Linked DNA regions of Mus musculus: region 1 is linked to region 2. A link is a contact called in public promoter capture Hi-C data. All regions are on one chromosome and are shown on one strand. The core of a region is the stretch at or near the end of the contact, and the rest is flanking DNA. Distances in the headings are between cores, read along the strand shown. Region 1 holds the start of Zhx3 (zinc fingers and homeoboxes 3). Region 2 has its middle 96 kb from the start of Gm25090.

Region 1 (2,779 bases), core at 108-2,607, 1.6 Mb after region 2:
AGTCTCTTTGATACATTCTTTGCTGTTTCTGGATTTTTCCACTGTATGTCTCTTAGAAGCAAATTAAGCCCGAAATCAGTTGTTCCAGCTAATGAAGTGTGCTTTTGGATCTTTTCTCCTCGGTTGAGAATTATCCGGCAAGCTACCAATTATTTTAGAACACATTTCTGTTAGTTTTGAAATATTGTGATGCTACGTTACCACAAACAAAAAAATAAATCAAGATAGCAACATACGAGACCATGTGTGTTTGTGTGTGTGTGTGTGTGTATGTATGTGTATATATATATATATATATATATATATATATATATATATATATATATATATGAAAAGTGCCGTACTCTTTTTTTTCATTAAAAAAATGTGTAGATGCCTCATGAATAAACATTTTAGGCTATCTAGATAAATATATGTGTTGGCATGACATCCAGAAAGGCAGAAAAGAGCATGCCTTCCCTTCTCTAACACCCCCACCCCCACCCGCGTCACATAACAGTTTCTCACAGGACACACTACCCTGGCAATCACTGTTCACAAATGCAAGCCACACAACTCAGAATGCCTCAAGCTCTCAGGTACTTTGCACCCTAAGCCCCACACCCCACCCACTCCCCAATCACTTCCAACAGGTTTCTCTGAATGAAAACCCCAAACTGGAGAGGCTTCCCAGGTCCCAAACTCTGCTCACACGCCCATCTGGATATCCCAGAACCCGGGTGTTTCCGCGTGGGCAAGGAGGATTCCACTGTACCCCGGAGTGGTTCGAGTCCCGACGCTCATTTCACCAGACGCACCGGTGCCAGCCGCTCGCCAGCCGCCCGCGGGATGCGGACACACGCACCCACGGCCAGGCCCCCCACCTCCGGCCCGCTTCGGCTCCTTCTGCAACTCTGTCCCGCGCGACCACCCAGACCCTGGACTCCCGGGCGTGGAGCCCACGGCGAGCGAGCGCGGCGCTGACAGATGGGGAAGGCGGGACATCGGGGGGAAGGGGCGGGGCCGCTCGGAGCGGGGGTGCTGGCGGCTGACAGGGCCGGGCGGGAGCCGGGCCTGGCGGGAAGGCGCTCGCAGACACACAGGGGCTGACAGGCGGGGAGACACACAGACGCCCGGGACTGACAGCTCTGGGGACGTTGGGCCTCGGCGGGCGCTCACCTGGCGGCGGCGGCGGCGGCACCCGTGGCCCCCGCTGCTCTCCCCACGCCGCGAGCCTCCCTCCTTCCTTGGTGGGCGGCCGGCCGGCACAGGCCCCGCGGAGGCGGCGGCGGCGGCGGTGGCGACGCCAGATCCACGGACTGCTTCTGGGGCGAAGACGAGCAGCACCAACTGACTCCCGGCCGCTCGGCCGAGCTCGGTGGCACTCGGAGGCGTTCGGCTCCGGTCGGCCCTCCTCGACTCGGCTGGGGGCGTGGCTCGACCCCACCCCCCACCCCCCGCCCGGGTCGCCTCAGGCGCTAGGAGGCGGGGCTTTGGGAACGGGCGCAAGCCCCTTGACGTCGCGGGGAGCGGACCTTACCCAGAGCGCATGCGCAGCTCGGCTGCGGGCCAGCGTTCTCTGTGTTGGGGGCCACGGGGGCAGGGGAGGCGGACAACTGAGCGGATGCTGAGGCCCTAAGCGGTTCCCGGCCTTTGTGCTCCGTATCCTGGTCTTTCTTGAGGGCCACCTAAGGAAGGCCACACGAGGTTAAACTTTCAAAAGGATGTAGTCTGGGCAAGGGTCCCAGACCCATGCGCCCTCTCTCCAGTGCAGTGTTTCCAAATTAGCCACATTTGGGAGTTGCTTTAACGCCACTAAGGGTTCACGGCAGGTTCTAGTATCTTGTTTACTCAGAGAAATAGCGGCCGAAACGAAGGCATGATCTCCGATTCTTTAACACTGTCTTAGGATAGTGGCGCTTTCAAACACCTGCTCCCTTCATGTACATTTTCACAGCTGCTGTTGGCCTGGAATTAAAAATCTTGGTTCCTGTTCCAGGCACCTTTTCACAACAGAACCTAAATCTGTGGCAAATATGTTTAGAAAGTGGTCCCCTACTGCTTCGGATCCAGATTGACAAATAGAGCTCTGAAGACTGAGCGGGTCCCAACCCCAAATTAGCTTATATCGAATATCAACTGGCCACAATTGCTCATCCACAAAAGGCAACAAAATGTTAGGATTATATAGAATGAGTGAGAAGATTAAATGGCAGTCTATATAAAGCTTCTTGCACGTTATCTTGGTGTTTAGCAAATGAGGCTGACTTTATTGCTGTGTATAAGATGGTCTACACCCATAATCTCACTGAAAGAGGCTGAAGCAGGAGGATTGCAAGTTTGGGATCAGCCTAGGCTACAAAGCAAGTTCCAAACCAGTCTGGACTACATAGTAAGAACCTGTCTCAAAGAGCAAAACAAAAAAAGCTGAATTTATCACAGTTAGTAAATGTATGTTTTAAGTGTGAGCAATGTGTCAAACTTAACATGTCCAGCATCAAACACTAGAACTTGTACCTTAACACACTGCATATGGTTATTACACAATCTTCCTCATTACATACAGTTCATGTCAAGCCCAGTTTTGTTTTGTTTTGTTTTGTTTTGTTTTGTTTTTAATGATCAGGCCAAAGGTCTCAGCCACCCTTCACTCCTCTCTTCCAATCATAGCCATCTTAATCCATTAGCCAGCCTGCCAGCCCCACCTTTAGACATCTGCATGCTGGGAATACTGCAATAGCATCTTCCCTACCTGCTCTCCTTCATTCCAGCCTGTAGTCAACACAGCAGTCACTGGGAT
Region 2 (2,700 bases), core at 20-2,519:
GTGGGTAGTCCCCAAAGGCCTTCTAGTTTTTGCTGCTCTGAATTTTGTCTGTACAACATTCCATGTTTCTTTTCGATATCTTAACACCCTTGGCTTGCCAACAAGGAGAGTATGAACCTCAGTAAAAACATGATATGGTCTGTAGAATAACTGAGCCTGGGTACAGGAAGGTTAAAGTTGGTCCAGTTCACGCCAGCACTTGCACCTTGCTTCATTCTGGAGCTGAAATCCTCTCTTGTCAAACATCTGGAAGAAGTATACACATCATCAGACATCCAAATGTGGAGTTGGCCCCCGGGAAGCCATAGCACCAAGCAACTTTTACAGAATCAAGAATCAGGGAAAAGTCCGGTTTTGAAGCCTGGCTGCCAACCCTACCTGATCTTAGATGCTTAATCTTGAACTCTGAGTTTGCTGGGTCATTCTGAGGGGGCAAAGCAGATGCAAAACTGTAGTATTAGAAACAGCAACTCGCTCAGGTTGACTTGGGGTCATTCTCATCTCCGGTCCTCTGCTTCTCTAGAAGGCTTGTGTTTGTTTGTTTTTGTTTTTGATTTTTTGAGAATCAGTGTAATGATACAAAGCCAAGAGTTCAGCCCCGACAAATGTCCTAGGAACACCAGGGCATATTAGCCGTACTGTTGTCTTGGGTCTATTTGCTGCTGTACCTGTTCTGTGGTGCTGAACTCTCAGTCACATTTGCTCCTCTTCAATTATCTTTGTTTTTTCTAACATTTTTCTAGATTTACAGGCATATATTAATTTCTTGCATTGGCCAGATGCAAAGTGGATTCTTGATGAAGAAATCAAGAAACTCAAAACACACAACCAAGTCATTGATAAGTGTCCTTGATGAGATAAACCTGTTTCTTGAGCCATCTTTTGTCATCCTGAACTGCCTGTTTAATTGTGTCTGTTTTCCTCTCAGCAGGAAAACAGGGAAGAGGGGATGAGTCACAGAGTTCTCCTTGTGTGCCCAGGCCAATGGTCCTGAGGCATCCAGGAGAGCAGACAGTATAATGTCCAAATCCTTGGATGCAGAGGAGGTATGCTGGATGCTTCCTGAATCCTTTTCTGCCCCAGCAAGCAAGTATGCCCCACCCTTGTCTCCCAGCTACAACCTGCCAAGTGACTATTGACACATTGTGTGGAAATAAAGGTGGTGGGCGAGTAGCTGCTGATTCTAATGGCAGCGTGGGTAGTAGAGGCGGGCCAGTCCCAGCAGAGTGACAGCTGTGGTACCCAACACTGTCAGTGCAGACACTGAAGGCCTCTGTTCCCTAAGTCTGCCCACATTTGTGCGTCCTGTCACTGCCAGGGGTGACAAGCCCAAACACAAGGGCCTCGCTTTCTTATGCTAATGCTCCATAATGACAGCTTTCTCAGCCCACCAGGTGTGACAGCCACCACAGGCAGCTCCCCTCCCCCACTTCTGAGCTTCCCGCCCAAGCCCTGGGCTCCACTCAGGATTGAGCCAGCTGGAGGACAGACTTCCCTTCTTCCAGCCAGGAGCATTGTGGACCTATGGGAACCAGTTCTGGTGGTGTACATATTAAGTAATACCTACACAGGATCCCATTGGCTCCCGTATTTTTGTCTGTTCTACGTCTTCTTTCACCCTTTTTCTTACCTTCTAACCATAACCATCGCCATCTAAGCACATTGCAATTGTCCACACCTCTGCCTTTGATGACTGGGTCATAGTGACTGGTCCATGAATGAATATTAAATGGACAAAGGAATGAAGAACCACTAACCTGGGCTTCCTCTTCTCTTCTCTTCTCTTCTCTTCTCTTCTCTTCTCTTCTCTTCTCTTCTCTTCTCTTCTCTTCTCTTCTCTTCTCTCCTCTCCTCTTCTCTTCTCTTCTCTTCTTTTCTTTTCTTTTTGGTAAACTCCTATAGTATCCATCATACAGATGCCCATTTTATCCCAGGTAAGAAAAGGACTATACAGTGTCTATCCACTTAGGCTCACTTGGATATTTTTCTTCTAAGCCTTATTTTTTTTCAGCTCCTGCATCCAAATTCCTGCCCTGTGGGAGTTCTTTTTTTTTTTTTTTTTTTTTTGTCAACATTTTAAAATTTTTTAAAAATATTTTTATTAGGTATTTTCCTCATTTACATTTCCAATGCTACCCCAAAAGTCCCCCATACCCACCCCCCCACTCCCCTACCCACCCACTCCCTCTTTTTGGCCCCGGCGTTCCCCTGTACTGGGGCATATAAAGTTTGCAAGTACAATGGGCCTCTCTTTCCAGGGATGGACGACTAGGCCATCTTTTGATATGCAGCTAGAGTCAAGAGCTCTGGGGTACTGGTTAGTTCATAATGTTGTTCCACCTATAGGGTTGCAGATCCCTTTAGCTCCTTGGGTACTTCCTCTAGCTCCTCCATTGGGGGCCCTGTGATCCATCCAATAGCTGACTGTGAGCATCCACTTCTGTGTTTGCTAGGCCCTGGCATAGTCTCACAAGAGACAGCTATATCTTAAATTCTAATTTTCACATTCCAAGATCTTATGCACACAGATAAGTTTTCTTCTCTGTAAATAAGTATGAATCCATCCCTGGACCATCAGTCTCACCCAAGAAGCCACGTCCCAAAGGCACATACTGTCTCACAGAAGATGCCCAAAGGTTCTGTTGCCTTTGTGGAGGAGCTAGTGAAAGGCACAGTCAATGACTGCTCTAATGCAGCTCT

What was found. Promoter capture Hi-C pulls out the DNA fragments that hold promoters and counts their contacts.
Region 1: a promoter capture Hi-C map of embryonic stem cells shows a contact between it and region 2, with 12 times the contacts expected there. The contact joins the promoter of Zhx3 here to the enhancer-like site in region 2. A contact is called at or near these places in 4 of 39 promoter capture datasets (the C10 cell line, cranial neural crest, embryonic stem cells and 1 more), 1 of 115 datasets of contacts at active chromatin or transcription factors (embryonic forebrain) and 1 of 9 other capture datasets (embryonic stem cells).

The regions. Positions count from the first base shown.
Region 1 is chr2:160,871,633-160,874,411 of GRCm38.p6, forward strand. Zhx3 (zinc fingers and homeoboxes 3) reads right to left here and starts at 1,358. Exons shown (of 4, transcript NM_177263.3): 1 at 1,159-1,358. Gm35129 (a long non-coding RNA gene) reads left to right here and starts at 1,366. Exons shown (of 3, transcript XR_866921.2): 1 at 1,366-2,779.
Region 2 is chr2:159,233,847-159,236,546 of GRCm38.p6, forward strand. No RefSeq gene overlaps it. Among named protein-coding and RNA genes, the nearest start is that of Gm25090, 96 kb to the left of the region's middle. Within about 2 kb of position 1,270, at least 19 of the 459 cell types and tissues checked have an H3K27ac peak or open chromatin away from gene starts, as enhancers often do. A contact at or near this core is called in embryonic stem cells, where this site is marked.